Linked DNA regions of Mus musculus: region 2 is linked to region 1. Evidence: chromatin contacts called from public HiChIP or PLAC-seq data. All regions are on one chromosome and are shown on one strand. Each heading gives the region's core, a stretch centred on a gene start, on an enhancer-like site or on the middle of the called end of the contact. The rest is flanking DNA. Distances are from core to core; before and after follow the strand shown. Region 1 has its middle 11 kb from the start of BC035044. Region 2 holds the start of Tmem52b (transmembrane protein 52B).

Region 1 (3,205 bases), core at 126-2,625:
TTCCTGCACATGCAATCATCTACCACCCATACACTTGCACTCTCTCATGTGTGGGTCTCCTGCACTCTGTCTGCCAAAGCTGCCACCACCCTTGCCTGGCCTCTCAACCTCTGCCAAAGCCATGAGGAAAGCAATTTTTACCATTCCCCCTTGCACTTCCTGTGCTCTGCACAGGACTCATGAAGTGAGCTGGAGGTCCACTGCTGCTGTAGCAGGAAAAGCACTCACACAGCCCTGCACTGCTGTTGGTGCTGCTGTCCCACATCTGAGGGAATGGCAGGACTGCTGCAGGCATACTTTTATTCAGGTGTCTGCTGCCAGGTTCTCCCATCTCAGCCCCTCACCGCCCCTGCCTTTTAAAATCCACCTTGAGTGGAGTTGTTAGAAGATGGACCTCTACTTCAGGTGCTTCCTTTCCCCCGCCCCACACCCACCGCAGAAGCTGACAGGCGGGGTGGGTCAGCGCCTGCCCACAGCCTGAAGCACTGGACTGGTACTTTTGGCTGCTAGGAGGAAGTCCTGCCCCACTTGCTTGCCTACCTGCCTTCCCTCGATCCTGGTGCTGCTGGGCCCACTTTGTCCATGACCCACAGCAGGCTGGGTGCCCAAGTGAGCCACAGCACAGTCCTGATTCCTTGACTCTGTTGCCTCCACCATTGTGACTCCTCACCATCTGTGCTCTTCAGGCTGCATATGCATGTCCCAAGCCTTTGACACTTGCATTGCCCGCCTCTCTCTCCCTTTGCTTACTGGTCAATTCCCACTGCCTGCCCATCTGCTCAATTTGTGTCACAGGCCTGAACGCACTTGGACACACTCACTTTTCTCACCACAGTCTCAAAACACCACTGTCAGTTCTCTTATTTCTTTACATTCTGGTCTACACCTACTCTAAGCCAAGTGTTTCTCTACTAATGCAAAATGTGTTTTTATATATTATACAAGGTGTCAAACTTACTTAACAATTAAGATGTTCATTTCTATCCTGCCTTGGGAAATAATGATTTTTACTATTATTACTAAGTTATGCTCTATTTACTATATACATTCTCAAACAAATAATTTAACAAACACAAGTTGTGTAACTCAAGTATCACCAATCGATATAGTTCTCAGTCTTGTCAGAAGTATGCTAATTATTAATATATTTAAGTTTATGACAGACAGAGACTCCCAAGATAATGGGTTTAGCTATAAGAAAGTGCCTGGATTGTGGTATGATAACTACTGAGAGACTGTGTGGACAAGACTGGATACCTAAGAGTCAAGTGACTCATATTTTCTGAATCAAGGTGAGTCATTTCTCATTTCACATGTATCTATTCCACAGGAAAACAAAACAAAACAAAACAGGCTCTTTGTAAAAGGCTCTTGGTCTTCTGGGCTTAAAGGCCAGACTGATTCTGGCTAGGTTGCCTTGGATACCTGTTGTGGATATCCCTGTGGCTAATTATATTTGATGTTAATTCCATTCTCCTGTGAGGGGCTGTGAACAAGGAATGAGTCAGCACTCAGGTGATTTCCTGTGAACCTTCTTCCCACCTTAATTTATAAATAAAGGCTAGAGCTGGTGATTGGGAAGAGGGGAAGGTTGAACTGAAGTCTTTGAGAGGGATAGAAAGAGAGAGAGAGGGAGAGAGAGACAGACAGAGAGAGACAGACAGAGAGAGAGGCAGACACAGAGAGAGAGAGAGACAGAGAGAGAGAAAGAAGATGATGGAGGAAGAGGAAGAAGGGAAGTGGAGCAGTAGCACCTGGCCTGGAGAAACTGCATGTTATTAGGGGTCTCTGAAACTGGGATGATGGTAGTGTAGTGGTAGATCTGCCCAATCTCACAGCATGTATTCATATTAACTGAGCTGTGTTTTCATTGCCTGGGCTTATTTGGGTTAGAGAATTACTGCAACAGATACCACAGAGAACTGTTTAGTTAGTGGACTATAGATGAACTCTGTCATTTTAAAATTAATATATGCCTGCTAGATTAAAATTTCTTACCCAGATTTCTGACTACATTGACAGCTAAGGAAACTGTACCTTGACAGCTAAAAAACAGACCTAGCTCTTTACCCTATGGTAATCCACCACTATATTTACTCATTAATAAATTTGTAAGTTAGCTAAGACTGCCAGATTTCTTATAGTCATCAGGATAAACGATACACAAGTTCAGATATAAGCTTTAACAGATGTAACCTGTTGCTTTTTTTTTTAACCTAAAATCAGTTTCCATTGACTAAATACTTCATATTTCCTCTTCTTGCTATGTCATTGTCCTAACACTAATCAAGAGAGTTCTTTTTTTGTTTGTTTTTTGTTTTTTCAAGACAGGGTTTCTCTGTGTAGCCCTGGTTGTCCTGGAACTCACTTTGTAGACCAGGCTGGCCTCAAACTCAGAAGTCTGCCAACCTCTGATAGAACCTAGTGGGGAACCCCCCACTCAATTCCCGATTCGGCGTATACCCAAAGAATCACGAATAGAGTGTCTTGATGTAAATACACGAGGTAGTTTAATGACAGAGCTCCGGACCAACATGTATCCCACACAGGAGATAAAGGATGTTGGCCATGAGGGGTTTTTATGGGGTAAGGGGCTGAGGGGTATGGAATTCAGCATAGTGACATACTTTCGGCTTATTCAAACATCAGCAGAAAAATTATATGTATGTGCAGATCAAGGTGTCAGCAGCAAAAAAATATGTGCAGGAATTCTGTGAATTGGATGTTTATCAATGCTAGCAGAGTATCTGGTCAGTTTGACTCAGTTCAGATAGCCCTGTTATGTCCTCACATTCCTCTTTATCTTTATGTTCCCAGGAAGGTTTTAACTGCAGGGCATGCAGGTTTGTTTTTCTTTATGTTTTTCTTTATTCTCAGCCCCAGGGAGCCTCTAGGCTCACAAATAACCAGCAATTTCTGAGTACTTTATATGACTTACAGGTCTTAAAATTTCATCTTTCGTTCACCTCTGCCTTCTGAGTGCTGGGATTAAAGGCGTGTGCCACCACACCCGGCTTATCAATAGAGTTCTTAATCCTAATAAGCACATTTCCACTATAGGATCTAATCATATAACCACAAATTCAAATTTTAAGTCTTCTTTGATTGTCTTTTAACTAAAATATGATCAACTATATTCACAAAGTCAAGGTTTTGATTATTCTTTGTCTCTCAATTATAAACTTAAACTTGTTTCTCCTTATGT
Region 2 (3,197 bases), core at 524-3,023, 610 kb after region 1:
GGTTAGCATGGGAACTGTTCAAGGAAAAAAAGACTATTAGAAAGATATATTGCCATCTAGAAAGGACTGGTAGAAAGACAGAAGAGTCATAGTGGACATTAATGATCCTGTATATTGGAAGGAACCATCACATGTAAGATAGAGATAAATTAAAAGTATCTTAACTAATATCAAATGCTTGCTATCAGGACTGTAATATACATCATAAAGATTCCTTTATTTTGTTATTTATTTGTATAAGTACTTTGCTTTTGTGTATATATGCTCACTACCCACATGCCTGATTCCCATGGAGGACAGAAGTTGGCCTGAGATTCCTCTGGGACTGGAGCTACAATTCATGAGTCACTATGTGGATATTGAGAACCAGAGTGCTTTCCATATCAAATTGAACTGAGCTGACAGAGACATAAAATGCCTTGTCCAAGATCCCATAACAAACAGGGGGTCAAGCAAGTGACTGGATCAAGACCCTGAGCTATGGTCTTAACCCATGCTGGTTTACTGTCTTTCCCACAAGAAAAGAAAACAGGGTGTGTGTGTGGGGGGGGTATTCATGAAGTTTTTCTATTATGTGGTGTTTGAATAAAAATATTCCACACAAGATGCCTCCTTGACCCCGATTTCCTTTCGCTGAAGCAACAGCTGATGCTAGTTCAGGAGTTATTTATTATGCTCTCTGAAGAAGGAGGTGCAGTAAGGTCCAGGCCTAGTGAAAGGCTGTAACTTAAGTCCTGCTCTCCACTCCTCCAGAATGCCTTCTGTCTCACAGAGTTTTCTATTGAAGTTTGGAAAGTACATTTCACTCAAGAGCCTATGTTATAAAAAGAAATGGACAACTTGGAGAGAGCAACATTGTACCAGAGAGTTCTCTCACTGTTTGCTCTCCTTAGCTGAGAACAGGAAATTGTTTGCATTCATAATTCTCACATCATATCATCACGGTCTGATCACATGGTGTGTGGGGCCTTGAGTGTGATGGAACCCACTCCACAAACTCCCTCATCAGGACCCACCCTGCAGCCTCTCCTCATCAATTAGAAAGCAGCTGAAATCTAATTTTGTTCAGTCTTGTGAAACAGACATGTCACTGTGAACCAACACTGAGTGTTCTTACTTAGTACTTTGGGATCTGGGTAAAAGATTCCTCCTTAAATATCAGTCGTTTATATGGCATTCACTGGCTCTGGACAATATTTTCCTGTATAGCCATTTTATATCCTTTCCGTGTGGTGTGCTTATTTTAAAATATGACTTGTAAGTCTTATTTTATTGTTGATAATATGTGGGTTTAGATGGAGGTCTTGCTGTTCCCTAGGGTAGTCTTACTTTCCTGAACTAGACCCATATGATCCTCGTGTCTCAGCCTCCTCAGTAGATGGAACCGTGATTGTATGCTCTGAGCCTGGTTCTCTAGTGACAACATCACAACACTGCTTTAAGAGGAGCAGAGGGAGAGAGAGAGAGAGAGAGAGAGAGAGAGAGAGAGAGAGAGAGAGAGAGAGAGAGAGAGAGTGTGTTAACTTGGAAAATGGTTTTTAAAACTATGCCTGTGTTTCTGAAACTGAAGCAGGAGGCTGAGACCATTGTTAGCACCTGGCACTTCTAGTTTTGAAACCCACTACCTACTCTAAAGTAGGGATAACTTTCTAGCTCCTTTAAAATCTCTTAGTCCTGCTGAATGGCTGCAATAAATGACCCAGAACCTGCAGGGTTGATTATCAACACGGTAAGGGGAGAGTTTTAAGGAGTAAGAAGGCAGATGCCAATCACATGGAGAGAGGGTGGAGAGAGATTGGCAGTGACTTTCAGACTTCAGCGGTCATCCAGGAGCCGAGAGTGTGTAACTAGTTTCCTGATGAACACAAGAACACATCTGGTCACTCACAATCTGCCTTTGACCTATTACAGGTCCAAGTCTCTCATTATAGACTGAGGAAAAAAAAATCTAACTCAGAGGACAAATGTGCTCTTCTTGAATGCAGACGAAGAAAAATTAAATACACAGAAAAGTTTGATTGAAGAAAGGAAGTGGAGAGGAAGCCAATGTGGAGACCCCGTGAAGAGAACTCAGGAGGAGGAAACTAAAAGGGAAAAGGAAACCGTAAAATATAAAGCCAGCGGGAACAAGGAGAGGAGATTGATCTATTGCCGAGAAAAAATTCTCTTTAGGAATCCTTCACCACCAAGTTCCACGTGGCACGGAGCATGGGAAGGATACAGCAGATGCAGCCGGCGTGACCTTTCTGGACCAGATGTTCAGCCTAATGACAGCCTGGGCCCAGGTGCTGATGGCCTCTGGCCTGTTTTATTTCATCCAGGTGTGTTCAATTGTGAAACAGCAGGAAGAAACTTTCCTTTGCGTATTGCTTTAGCTATGCTGTCTCTAGGAGGAAATGGATGGAGCAAAAACTGATATAGAACCCAAAAGGGAGTGAGAAAAGAGTACTATGGTGTTTGTTTAATAATAGGGGGTTTCAGAGATGTGTGTATGTGTATGTGTGTGTGTGTGTGTGTGTGTGTGTGTGTGTGTGTGTGTGTGTGTGTGTGTGTAGATGTATGTATGTGTGACTGATGCTCATGGAAAGAGGGAGAAAAATTAGAACAATCAGAGATAGTATATGTTATACTCAGCTTGAACAGGGGTGCAGGGATTACCCAGTGAGTTCCCAGTACCAAAGGTCTCTTTAATAATATTTTAAACAATTTATTTTACTCCTCTGTGAAAGAAAAGCCTGTGAGTCACCATTTAGTTGAAAAAAGGGTCAGTATAGTGAGAGATTCTGGACAAATGCCAAGGCCAAGTTTACATAGCTAGGAAGTCTAGCTGAGCAAGACACTGCAGAAACTAGACTGCATCTCATTCCTGTGCTGGTAGCAGCTGTCTGCTTTGCTTCCCACGCAAGTTAACCAATATATAAAAGTACATTTTCTTATATGTTCTCTTGGTTTCTGCATTTCCTTTTCTTCTTTATTCTTCTTTCTTTGTAACATCTCCCCCATTGCTCTTCTTGTGTAGTGAGATACTGATGTGGTGAAGGCTGAAAATGAATAGCACTGGGGCTAGATTTCAATTTTCAGCAGTGCAGGGATAAGGAAGACAACCACAATGTCCCAGGGGATGAGTCAGGAGACTTCTAGGGTGACAAACTGACACAGAGGGCTATTCATAATTCCCTAAGGAAGGATGCTCAGCC

What was found. HiChIP or PLAC-seq counts read pairs in DNA pulled down with a chosen protein or histone mark.
Region 2: a contact with region 1 is called in a FOXA1 HiChIP or PLAC-seq map of pancreatic cancer cells. The contact joins the promoter of Tmem52b here to the enhancer-like site in region 1. A contact is called at or near these places in 3 of 39 promoter capture datasets (cranial neural crest, embryonic stem cells and neutrophils), 2 of 115 datasets of contacts at active chromatin or transcription factors (large pre-B cells and pancreatic cancer cells) and 3 of 9 other capture datasets (adipose tissue, liver and macrophages).

Annotation. Positions count from the first base shown.
Region 1 is chr6:128,900,831-128,904,035 of GRCm38.p6, forward strand. No RefSeq gene overlaps it. Among named protein-coding and RNA genes, the nearest start is that of BC035044, 11 kb to the left of the region's middle. Within about 2 kb of position 1,376, at least 14 of the 459 cell types and tissues checked have an H3K27ac peak or open chromatin away from gene starts, as enhancers often do. A contact at or near this core is called in pancreatic cancer cells, where this site is marked.
Region 2 is chr6:129,510,784-129,513,980 of GRCm38.p6, forward strand. Tmem52b (transmembrane protein 52B) reads left to right here and starts at 1,774. Exons shown (of 5, transcript NM_001081186.1): 1 at 1,774-2,321. The coding sequence starts at 2,256.